Linked DNA regions of Gossypium hirsutum: region 2 is linked to region 1. The links are chromatin contacts, called in public Hi-C maps. All regions are on one chromosome and are shown on one strand. Each heading gives the region's core, a stretch centred on a gene start, on an enhancer-like site or on the middle of the called end of the contact. The rest is flanking DNA. Distances are from core to core; before and after follow the strand shown. Region 1 has its middle 43 kb from the start of LOC107886758. Region 2 has its middle 46 kb from the start of LOC121227689.

The links. Hi-C and Micro-C count contacts between places; a contact is called where the count stands out from the background.
Region 2: a Hi-C map of leaf shows a contact between it and region 1, with 2.7 times the contacts expected there. The contact joins two enhancer-like sites. A contact is called at or near these places in 6 of 34 Hi-C or Micro-C datasets (callus, cotyledon, hypocotyl and 1 more).

What each region holds. Positions count from the first base shown.
Region 1 is chrA03:106,074,201-106,081,039 of Gossypium_hirsutum_v2.1, forward strand. No RefSeq gene overlaps it. Among protein-coding and RNA genes, the nearest start is that of LOC107886758, 43 kb to the right of the region's middle. Within about 2 kb of position 2,886, at least 8 of the 9 cell types and tissues checked have an H3K27ac peak or open chromatin away from gene starts, as enhancers often do. A contact at or near this core is called in leaf, where this site is marked.
Region 2 is chrA03:106,316,740-106,323,578 of Gossypium_hirsutum_v2.1, forward strand. No RefSeq gene overlaps it. Among protein-coding and RNA genes, the nearest start is that of LOC121227689, 46 kb to the right of the region's middle. Within about 2 kb of position 3,417, at least 1 of the 9 cell types and tissues checked has an H3K27ac peak or open chromatin away from gene starts, as enhancers often do. A contact at or near this core is called in leaf, where this site is marked.

The DNA of each region.
Region 1 (6,839 bases), core at 1,636-4,135:
GTCACGGTGAAGGATCGCCGAAGCCAGGGCCAGAGATGGGGAGGCTTGGAGAGAAAAAAAGTGGTTTTCAGAATTTTTTTTAACTGGGGTTTGAAATGATTTTTTTTTTACTTATATAAGACCTAAAACAACGTCGCTTTGGGCTTATGCTTCAGATGCCAAAACGGCGTCGTTTTGGACCCAAACTAATTCAACCCAACTTGAACTGAATCAGCAGTATCCAAGTGTTTTTGTTTAAAGGGGATATTTACAACTTTAGTCCTTCCGCCTTTTAAGTTGTTTTAATTTAATCCTAATTTCACTATTCTTTCTTTTTAGAAATTTCACCATTTAATTTTATCTCATTTTCAATTAAGTCCTCGGTTAGTTGATCTCCTGGAGAAAGGGCGCGTGTCCTAGGGATTGGGATAATTTTGCATTTAGTCCCTTTGTGTTTTCGCGCTTTTCATTTTAGTCTTTATTTACTTATTTTATCATAATTTATACTTTTAACTTCATTTTCATTCTGATTCAGTCCTTGGTTTATTTAATTTCAATTTTTCATGAATTTATTTATTTATGTATTTATTTATTCATTGATTCCTTTATTCTTTTTATTTAAAGTTTATAGTGTTCTTTATATTCTTATTTTGCACATTTGGTTCTTCTTATTATTCTCATTATTGTTATTATTTATTTTTCATTATTATTATTTTTTAAAATTTTTATATTATTATTTAATTAGTATTAGAATTTGTAATTATAATATGATTATTGCCATTGTTAATTGGTGTTTTATTATTATAATCATATTATCGTCATTTACTAGTATGGTATTTTTATTTTTTTCGTACATCATCGTTTCATTTTTATACATTTCCCTTTTTATTTTATTTTGTTATAACAATGCCTCGAGTTGTATTTAAATGTACTTACCCGTTTTTATACTATGCCCGAATAAGCTAAATACACATTATTTTAAATATTGCATTAGTCCTTGCACGAGGCACAAAAAAAGAAATTTTTTAAATCAAAGTAATGTTCATTTTTGTTCTCGATGATTAAATGGCGTTCATTTTTTAAATCAAGATTGTGTTGTTTGATTGAAAATAGTTATCAAAAAATTTATTATTGAAAAATAAATTATTTTTCTTAAAAAGCTTATATTTTTTAGTGTTTAAATGATTTCACATAAAACATTTTCTATTTTCAACAAAATTTTATATTTTTGTTGCTATGAATGTGTAAAATTAGAAATAGAAAATTGTGTTTGTTTAATTGAAAATAGCTTTTAGAAAATGATTATTAAAAAATAAGTTTGATTTAAAAAAAAACTTATATATTTTAGTGTTTGAATGACTTCACAAGAAACATTTTCTATTTTTTAACAAAAGTTTCTAACATTTCTACATAGGTTATTGAAGAAAATAAATTGTCAACCATCATACTTTATAATCTAATCTTGAGAGTTGGCTACTACAGATTGGCTACTATAAAATGCTAATTATATGTAGACAATTCATTTTGTGTAAAGCTTGCAATTTCAGTTAAGATTTTAAAACTTTTTAGGTATAATTAATTCGAATTATCAATTTAATTCTAAAATTGGAATGAAAATATGAGCTAAATTGAATTTCTTTTGCCTTAAATTTTAAAATTTTAAAGTTGAATTAAGTTAGATTTAGTTAAAGTTTGGTTTCAATGAATTTGAAATTATTTCAAATTTAATTTACTTTAATTTTTAAAATTTTTTTAAAAAGGGAGAGAAAAGCAATGGAAGATTCTGGTTTCTATGGCGATGTTGTCCTTTGTTTTGATGGGGATCGGAACACAAAGAAAGTCAGATTTAAGGATGGAGTTGAAGAGGAGACTGTTGTGATGGCTGTTGTTCTAGATCTGCCTCCAAAACTGTCGTGGAAGGACATGCTTTTGGGTGAAGCTTCTCACTCCATATCAGATCGAAATGGTTCCTCTGAGGGAAGTGAAAACGACTTTGACTTTCTATAAGGGGACGTGAGTACAACCATGGTAGACAGGATGCCTACTATTGTTTTCTCGGATCGTATTAAAAACATTCTTTTCAAAGAAATGGATTTAATGATTGTTCTTAAGCTTTTAGGCCGTAATATCGGATACAATGCTCTCCATAACCGTATCCTTAGTCTTTGGAAACTTGCTATATCTTTTCATCTTATGGATACTGTTAATGGTTATTTTTTGGTTAAGTTACAAGATATTGGTGATTACAATAAAGTCTTAACCTAAGGCCCTTGGATTATCTACGGGCAATATCTTACTATCCAACCGTGGATTAAGGATTTTAACACATTGCAGCCATATCCCCTTGGATCCGACTGCCGGGGCTTCCGGGATACCTGTACAATTGAAAAATTATAGAAGCCACTGGCGGTCTCATTGGGAAAGTTGTTTTTATTAATCTTGATAAACAGTTGATTTTTCAGGTGATGGTGGACGGAACCGTTCAACAAGTTGAGTATGAGGCTCTGCCAACGGTGTGTTTTACATGTGGTAAATATGGCCATGTTAAGGAGCTTTGCCCGACGGTTATGGTGGATCATACTTGGGAGCAACCGACGAATATGGTGGTTGAGGCACAAGGTGGCGTTGGTGGCATACCCAATGCTGCTAAGAGGCCTGAGTTCAGCCCGAGGATGCTGGTTGAGTGCAAGGCGAGACGTGGCCAACGCGTTCATCAAGCTAATGGTGCGGAAAAATATGAAATGTTTCTTCTAAGTCTAGTCTAGATTCTCAGCGCTCAATCAGGTTGGGGATTTGAGGTGTGATTTGAGGGTGGTGAATGAAGATTTTATGCCGGAGAAGGTGGGGGAGAGAGGGGTTGTCAGTGATGGGAGGCTGAAGGTTAGGGTTAATAAGGGTGTTAAGGAAAATTCTGGGTCTAATCTTGAAGCAGGCCGTAAGAGTGTTTTGGGCTATGGAGCCTTTTTAGGTCCTACTAAGGGAATTTCATTGGACAACTTAGGGGATAATCATTTGGGCCAAAAATCTAATTTTAGCCTAGATAAAATTTTGGGCAAAAGACCTATGGAATTGTCGAGTAAAGGTAAAAGTAACGAGGGCCAAATTTTTAAATCAAACGCTAATGTTTCTTTTTTGGCAAACTTGTAGGTAATGAACAGGAAATTTATAAATTTATTGGAACGGGCATGGAAGGCGATAACCAAAATTCTTTAAATTTTGGTGTTTCAAAAAATATTACTTCTAGTAATTTAGAAAGGGTTAAGGCCCATTTTAATCCAGCTTTCGAAATGTTTGAAGGAGTTGAAATCCAAATTTTCGAAGGTGTCCTTGATCCCGAGAAACATTCTGCGATGTCTTTTAAGGAAAGTATTTCCTCCGACCAAGGGGTTAAATCTGGAATTGCTCAGTGAAGAAATCGGGATTAGACTTAGTGTCTAGTTCGAGTGTGGACAAATCCAATTTTATTAATAGAAATAGTGATTTTAAAATTAATAAAAACTGTGTAGCCATAAGAGTTCAAATGCTCTTCGAGGACGTGTGAGTCGTTTTAAATCTTCTGTTAGTGCACGAATCCCTTTACCAGAATCTATGGAGGTGATGGCAAATATTCTTTCTACTCATAATCCCAGTCAAAATGGTATTGTAGATTCGGGAGGCGCAAGTTTAACCTTTGAGGGGGATTTAGTCCCTCAGCAGTAATGGTATGTCTTCTAACCTTTCGTTTTTTATTATAAATTTTATAATTTTTTCTTGAAATTGTTGGGGATGTGCCAGTTTTAAATTTCCCTGAATTTTTCGAGAATATAACATGGAGCATAACCATATATAGTTTGTTTGCTTGAGACAAGAGTTAGTGGAGCTAAAGCTGATAGCATTATTGCAAAATTAGGTTTCCAGCGCTCTCATTGAGTAAAGGCGATTGGGTACTCTGGAGGTATCTGGCTTGGTTGGAAAGATTCCATTCGTGTCGAGGTGGTTCGTAGTCATCCTCAATTTATTCTTGCTAAAGTTTGGCAAATGTCCTATTCACGTCCATTTTTTATTTCTTTCGTTTATGCCATTCTTAATCGGCAAAAATGTAAGGATCTTTGGGATGTCTTAAGGTCTTTGATTCTATCCAGTCGTATTCCATAAATTGTTATTGGTGATTTCAACGCAATTCTATCTTCTTTTGAAAAGTTTGGTGGTATTACTAATGGAAGGAGATGTCCTCAGTTTGGAGAATTTGTAGAGAAAGCCAAGTTGCACGATTTGGGTTTTAGAGGACCTCTTTTTACTTGGCATAGAGGCACGCTTTTTGAAAGGTTAGACTGTAACACCCTAACCCGTATCCATCACCATACTAGGGTTAAAGGCATTACCAGACAAATTGAAACATTACACGAACAATTCATATTCATCATTCACAAATCAAAATCAAATATTACTATTGAGTCCCTTACATAGGTCATCGAGACCTAAATCACGCACTAGAAAGGGGTTGGGAATGAACTGAGTTCATACAGTTTTTTTCCAAAACTTAAAAATTTTCAAAATTGTACAGGCCACACGCCCGTGTGAACAAGCCGTGTGCCTTACATGGCATTAGACACGTTCGTGTGTCTAGGTCATGTCAAAATAGGGCATACATACTGACTTGCTCACATGGCTACAAGACACGCCCATGTGCCTTGGCCGTGCCCAAGACTGACTTACAATCGTAGGGTACCCTAGGGGACACAGGGCTGAGACACATGCCCGTGTATCTGCGCGTGTGAACAAAAATAGGCTATTTAAAAAGCCAATTTGCCACCTAATTTGGGTGAAGTCTACAAGCATCAAAACTACAACATTTTATGCCAATATTTCAGCTAATTTGCAACCAATACATATGTCATACAAACAATATCATTAACAACCAATTATCATACTTATGACCATCCCAAATCATATCAATTCACTAACTCAATTTCATGCCAATACACATGATTCAATACTTCAATTCACAACATTAAAACTTACCAATTACTCAAATAAACACATACCAAAGCTTACCAAAATTGACCATTTCATTTGGTCATTCAAGAGCACATCACATATGCACCATTTGCATTACATATCATATATCATAATCGAAACATAAATTCAACCATAATTAAGCCATATCACATGGCTAAATATACACATTACAAAACATATCAAAGACTTCTAGCCTATACATGTCATACTTCAATATTTACACATTCAAAAGATACCAAAGTAAGGTTCGATAGTGTGGTGATGATCCTCGATGATCCCCGAGCTCCCGGTAGCTATGATATCTATAAAACAAAGCAAATACATACAAAGTAAGCTTTCAAAAGCTTAGTAAGATATATATACAAATAAACTTATCATTCAAAACATGAAAATATCATCAAATTACATGTATTCAAAGCCAAATGCTATCAATACCCACATAGTTCATGTACCTTTCACTCATTCTCAAATCATTTTCTCATATAGCATAAATTCACATATTTAGATCATATATATATATATATACATTTGCACATATACTTACCTTTTATTCTCAATCATAGTATACAATTCAAACGTACCTGAATCAGATACATATCTCATATATTTATTCGTTCTTGGAATACCCGTTGAACCGTTCGGAATCATAAGGATACGCAGATATCTCAGAAAGCTCATACAATGCTAACATCCCAGACATGGTCTTACATGTAATCAAATATCGTTGCCACTATCCTAGACAGGGTCTTACACGAAATCAAATACGATGCCAACGTCCTAGAAGTGGTCTTACACGTAAAACATAAGTCGATGCTAACGTCCCAGACGTGGTCTTACATGATAAAACATATCGGATCCTATGTCATGACATATGTATCCTAACTATTCCTAAGGTTCGTACGAGACTTTTTAGATGTCAGAACTTTGTCGATATTTTCTTAGATTTCACATATTCATCTTCCATATTCATCCAACACAATTCAATATCATATGAGCATAAATAAATCAATTCAAATAGGTCTATTTGTAAATAGACTTACCTCGTACGAGAATGAACAGAAACGTACGGCTATTCGGCGACTTTCGACTTTCCTCGATCTAATTCTGTTTTCTTTGGTTTTTGATCTAAACACATTCAAATCAATCCACAAACACACATTTAGGGCACTTTACAAACTAGCCCTCACATTCTCAAATTTTGACAATTTAGTCCCGATTTCATCAAATCACAAAATACACATAATTTGCATATACTCATGCTTGGCCGAATTCTCCGAGTAATCATAAAAGTCCACACATTTCATTTATTTCACATTTTATCCCCTCAATTTACAAATTTCACAATTTAGCCCATTGTACTCAAATTCATCAAAAATTCACATACAAAATATGTTAACCTACAACATATCTTTACTTTACTATCATTAGACTTCACAAAGCTCACAATTTCATCAATGGAATATTTCAAAATCATCATCAAAATTAGAAATTAAGACATGGGCTTGATAGTATACTAAGCAACGATCACACGAGAACCGATCAAAACACATACCTCAATCAAGTTCTTCAATGACCGAATGTTAAAACACAAAACTTGGCTTTTATTTTCTTCAATTTCGGTAAGATGATGAGCATAATGGCTTTATTTTTAAGCTTTTGTTTTATTATAATTATCATATTAAGTAAATTATAATTTTACCCTTTTTTATAAAATCATTTATTCATTAAACATAATGCCATTTATGTCATTTAATTCCTTCCATGGTTAAATAACCACATAAGGACTTCACAATTAAAGAGACATGGCAATAAAGCACTTTAACAATTAGAAGGCCACTTTTACCTTTTACGCGATTAGGTCA
Region 2 (6,839 bases), core at 2,167-4,666, 240 kb after region 1:
TGACCCTAATTTTATACTCATATCCCAGATATTTAGGTTATAACAAATGAAGGTTTATTTGTGGATGACTGTGGAGAGATTCCTAGGTCACATATCTTTTCTAACATTAAATCTAAGATTTTCAAAATTAAATACGTAATTAATTCAGTCAAATTATTTATTTTTATTTTAATCAATTCATTTGATTTAATTAGATAAATTATTTTAAAAATAAAAAAATCAATTAAACTGTTATTTCAATTGATATTTAATATGATTTAACTAATTTCAAATGTAGTGAGTCAACTCTTCTAATCAATACCCGACCGATCCAGTCTAATTAAAAAATTAAATAAATAATCTAATTTGGTTTAAGAAAAACTTGAGTTTGAGAAAATGCTTTTAGGAATTAAAATATTAAAAAAATATTTGTTTAAAATAAAATTATATATATAAACACGAGAATGATACAAATCAAATGATAATCCCAAAATATTTTACCTATGTAAAAGAAAATTTTTGACCTCAAAATTTGTATTAACGAGAATGCTAAACCAACCCTTGATAAAACAATGAGATCAAATCATTCACGTTTTACTAAAATTGAACAAGGCCTATAATAAACAATAATAATCTCCATGGTGCATTATCTCAAAGCAAACCACATCCATAACAGAGATAAAAAAAAAAAAAAAAGAAGGTGGGTTGGTGGGTGGGTGATACTAATATATGGAGTGAGTGTCGGTTTGTCATCCCCCATTAATTGCACATTCATGTTCTCATCCATTTAATAAACGTTAAACGCCTAAATATCCGACTACATCGAACATGATCAAATTATTTTTAAGTATGGATAATTTCTTTTATTGATTTAATTAAAGAAGTTACAATTTAGACACTGAATTATTTAAAAGTTTTCATTTAAGTCACTAAATTGTGAAGTTTTATTTTTAAAAAGTTCTAGCAATGAACTCCAACTGATGATTCGACAATCGATATAGTAGATTAGTACTTATCGACGAAAAGAATAACATATCTTATATCTAAGATGATCTAATGATTAATATCGAAGATTAGAAAAAAATGTTTGAATTTTAGTTCACAGATTTATGACGTCTAAAACTGTTTTATGAAAAAAATTTGAACCGTAAAAGATAAAGGAAAAGAGAGAATTCGATTGGTGGAGGCAGTGTGAATAAAGAAAATCATATAGCATTGGTTTTAACAGTCCAGTGATTTAAATAAAAAATTTTATATAGTTCAATAATTAAATTATAAATTTTTAAATTAAATTATTAAAATAAAAATTTACATATAATTTAATGATTAATAGTCTACATTCTTAATTATGCACGATAAAAATGTTTAGGATGTCGGAATTCGTAGTAGTTGAGAAAATAGGAAAGCAAATGTTTTATTTTTTATTCAAAATCGTTGCAATTGTTTACTGTTACAGATCCAACCACAAACTTGAGAAAATATTGTTTTTTTCTGACTTTATTGATTAAATTATCTTTTGATTCAATTTTAATCAATTATTACTTTTTTTTTTAACTTTTTACCCATTCATATAATTATATCATATTTTCTTCTGTTTCCATTCTTTTAAAAGTTTCACTAATATAATACAATGTAATTAGAAGGAAAAAAATAAGTATAAAGATATATTCAACTAATTATAACGTAGAATCTGTTCCATATAATAATAGAATAATATATATATAATAGAAAAGAAAGAAAAAATGTAGTATAAATTTGAAAAGAAGTGTATACATGTAAATTGACACAATTATTCATTAATCTTTCTAAAAGGAAATATTATATCTTTTCAAAGAGACGCATAAATATCTTTTAATACTTGTTTGATTATGTAAATAACATCAAAAGAGAAAAAGAGCCTACTTAATTATTTTATATCTTTAACTCGAATAATCCCAATAAAATCCAACTATGTATTTATACAATGAATAAATTAATGAACCTGTCAAGAAATCAACTAAAAATGACTTAATAGTCACCCACAGAAATATTAACAGAATACAACTGACTTAACTAACTATTAACTAAACTATCGGTCTTGAACTTTGAAGCACTTGAAATGAAGCAGTTGAAGTAGCAATACCGGACTGCCTTCATACCTTAATAGTACTTTATATGTAGACATCAAAAATGGGAATTGAAATAATGAGATTGAGTAATAAGAGAAGAATAATTTTAAAATTATATATATTTCTGAATTTTATTATGCTTTAAAACATTTTGTAGTGCAATTCAATTTATTCTATTCGATTAAAGGTATTTGTATTTTCATAAGAGTATTTTTTGATCATTTTACACAAAGAAAGAAAATAATTATTCTTAAAATAGTTTCCTGAAATACATTACCTTGACAAAATATTGATTTCAAATCCAATTAGTTTTTTTTATACAAGTAATTTGCAAAAGGTTGGACTTGAAATATAAATAATATCATGTTTATTTTTTTTAAAAGAGAGTGAGATATAGTTTTTTTTTTTTTTTAAATCAAGATAATTTCCACACAAACTCTGTAGTGAATGGACAGGGCTGAACCGACATTTTACATAACTTCTCGAATGACCTTTACCTGCACCGTTGTCGAGACTTCAAAAGTTAAATATGAAAGCAGTGATATAAAGATGAACCACAAATATATGAAAGAAGATAAAGTTGAAAAGAACTTGTTAGGCTAATTTTTATTTTCCAAATAAAAAACCTTGGACTTTCCTCTCGGTGAGGAAGCGAAAAGACAATTTTTACCCGTAATTATGCAAGGTATGGGTGGTGGAAATTGTTTTTATTATTTGGTGACTTAAAGAAATAAAAGATAGAGAATAAGCTGAGCATGGAACTGTCTGGAAAATTCAATTTTCTAGTCAAAGGCATTGGCGGCATTGACAGATTCAATTAATGTCCTCGTCACTCCGGAATCAAAGGAGTGTGTTTGTGTTCCTTTGCTTCAAATTCACGACGTGCGTGGAGGCCAAATGAAATAAACAGTAAAAAATTGGTCTTGCATGGTATGATTGAAAACCTCATGCACTTTAATAAATTTGGGCTGTGATCATTTTGTTTTTACACCATAAATTGTTTCTAATCTCTGACGTCACACCACTCTTTCCTTCAACCTTATGTTTTGTCCTTCCATTTTCGGTAATCCTGCGGATTGAAGGGATAGCGACATTTTCGGTCATCCTGTTTTAACGCCCAACTCCACGATACTTATAATAACGATAATGGTCGACCATAGGGAGTAAAGTCAACATGAAGATAAAAGATCAAAAGTCATTCCTTGCCCCATATTAACCAAAATGTCAGCAAAATTGTGCTTATAATACTTTTTGTTCACACTCATCGAGTGGGCCTAATTCCCAAGGTTGTTCCGAACATTATCACGACAAGGATTTTGGACTCAGCCTTATTATTGACATCACAAACATAGTTGCGACCCATAAAATCAACTCACAAGTGCTGAGTCCCCCGTATTTTTATCCCAATTACAAATGGGTTCTCCAAAACAGAAGAATTATTAGATTATGAAGGAAAAGAAAAGGGTAATATCCATCACAATCTCATTGAAGCCAATAAACACAATAAGAAACTGAAAATGGTAACGTTATTAATGAAATTTATAACTAAATCCATCAACTTAACATGGTTTTAATATTTATTATTTTATTTATAATATGTGATTTAAATTACCTCAACTCCCCAAAAAATTAAAATTAAAAACCTTAAAACTAATTTTACTTGGGCAAAAATATATTTTTGTAACAAGGAACTATCTTCTTTCTTATTTAATACAATTTAATTTTATTATTAATTAATTCTAATTTTTTTATTTAGAATTAATTTAATTAATGAATCACAAAAAATAAAAATTGATTAATTATTTGTTTCTAAATTTCAATAAAATTTCCTTCTTGTTATTATTATTATTTTGTTCTTCAGCTAGATTTAATCTAGCCTTAGGTGAATAATTAATTCAATGTTTGAACCGTGAGACTCGAAATTGCACTTACACTCTTCACATCAATATTCATTATTCTTTCGGTTTAGGAGATAGACTTAGTCATTTCACAAAGTCGTAATAGTGTCAAGTTAAAAAGCGCTCGTTGATTTGGTGTTGTACAATATACAGTTGGAAGAACTGATACGATCTGTAATTGTCGTAATCGGTTTACCAAAGAACACATTGATGTGACCAATTGAGTGAGTGGTTGAATCCATCAAGGGAAATAACAATCGAGTTTAAACGATCCGCATAGTTGAGGCCGTTGATTTAAGTTGAATCTTCTAGTTCGCAAGGCTATTGAGGAGCTAAATTGTGGAAGTTGATTTCAAGGTTGTTCATTCGGTAAGGGTTAACTATCAGGTATTCCCCTCAATTAATTTATGTTGGGATATGTGCTCATATTATAGTAAACATGTAAATATTTTCTATGTATTTGAACGATGAATAAAAGAGTAAAGTTAATTTCACATTTCACTATTATATCTTTTTTGTTTTTGTCTTTCATATTTTGCATACATAGCGAAATTCTGACAAACGAATGTTAGCTCATTGATTGTCTAAGTTAAAGCTAATGATAAGTGGCATTGTAAGAATATTTACGTTGTGAGAAAAACAACTTACTTCGTTAGATAGTCTAAACAAGTCCATAATCTCATAAAAGAATCAAAGTGAGTATTTGATTCAAATATATAGAAGGATTATTATGTCGTCTACAATTTCAATTAGAGAGATGACTAGTTTTGGCTATCAGAGCAGTTGACTTCACGGGTAAAGACATAAATGTACTCATTGGAAGAATAATACATTGGGCTAGACCCAAGTTGAATTAGTTTTGAATCTATTTGTGAATTAATTACTTCTGACGTTCATGGTGTGACTTACCTAAATCTTGAGTTAGTCACTGATCATGCGTATATAACTCATGTGCTTTGATATAAGTGAAGGCTTATGCTCTAAAGATGATCGAGCCTATAACCGATATGTTGGGTACATTACTTGTGCATGACATGACTTTACTAGTAACAATGGAATTCATAGCTCGATTAAAGATTTACTGATATCCTCTCATTGGCATTGTGTGCATTGATAAATTTGGAACTTGACCACGAGTTGCTTATCCTCAAACGAGCAATTTATCACAGTCATTAGTTGATAGTGATCACATTAATCATTAAGAAGAAACAATGGTGACAATTAGATAAAATAAGATTGTATTAAGTAAACGGATTTAAATAAAAGGAATCAAGGATATCATATGAGGGTAACACACACATGATGAGGTCATTGGACAAAGCAAATGGATGAATTACTTTCGTAAAGAGTATACAATAAGATGTTTCCAGTCATGGTTACTTCTTGTGGATTAACTCCATGATTAAGTAAATTGCGAATTATTAGAATGATGGTTCTAGGCATAATTGCAATTACTCGAGCCTAATTGTATATGCCCGATTGGTCCCTCTGATAACTCAACAAGAGTTCAATTGGACTGCTTTTGAATCAAAAGAAAATTCTATAACTTTGGAAATCATTTAATTGAATCGATTTATTCGATATAAAATTAAATTAGGTGATCGTGTGAATTGTTCAATCATGGAATTTGGTTAAATAATTTTCTTAAAAAATTAATTTGGAAAATCTCAGTGATTTTTTGGAAAATTAATTTTGATAAAGTAAAATCAAATTAATCAAATTAATTAAAATAAATATGATAATTTTTGGAAATTAATTTTCAAGTCAGACTTCAGATCGAAAATTGAACCTAAAACTGAAACCCAAAAATTGGTTGAACCGGACCCTATGTATGAAACTGAACCGACGATCCAACCGGTGGCTGGATTGGACCGGTTGTGTCATCATTGGCTTGGACTGAACCAACAACAACCGAACCGACCAGGCTCATTCAAGCAAAATGGTGATGATTCGAGGTGCCAGGCGAATCGTGCCTGCGGTGGCATCGCCGAGCATGGTAGTTGTGATGGTGACGATCTGACATCTAGCGGATGGTCAGCGATGACGATTCTTCGGTGATAAAATAGTGGAAAGATTGGACTTCTAGTGAGACTTTATTGAGTAACTTGAATTCAAATTAACTTTTTGAAAGATAATATTATTTTAATGAATTTAATATTAAATTTAATTTATAATTATTCTCTTGAATGTAAATTTCCAAAAGGAAATAGGATTTTTAGCCATGTTGCTTCATTCTTAAAAAAAGATGCATAATCAATGAAATAAAAAGAAGAAAAAAGGCCAAGGGCCTACAATTTGGACTTTTTGGTTGTAAAGATAAGAACGCATTAGTATTGCCGTAACAAAAAAATTACGGAAAATGAAAATCATTCACAGTGATTTATGTTGGTGTTTTTCTTCTTCTTCTTCTTCTCAATTCTTTTTAAAATATATGAAAAGAAAAACTAAAAGTTCATTGCGAATTGCAGAAGAAAAATAATAAAGATTTAAACTAAAAGTTCAATTTAAGGAAAGGATTGAAAATCTTCTTCTTCTTTTTGTTTTTTATAAAAAGAAGAGAAGTTATATCAAATTAAAATGAGCAAACAAACCTTGTTGAAGAAGTTCTGAAACCTCAATAAGTGCAAATTTGACATTATTATTTTTAGTTTATGAACACAATAAAAATATGTGTTCAGTCCTTATACTTTTACAAAATTTGAGCTCTAATCCCTCTAATTCAAAATTTAAAAAATAAATCCTACTTTTTTATTTAAAAGTGTCAATTTAATCAATAAAGTCATAAGCAATTCATGTTACAATTTGTCAATTTAACATTTTGATTAGGTTGTTCTCATATTATATGACATACGAT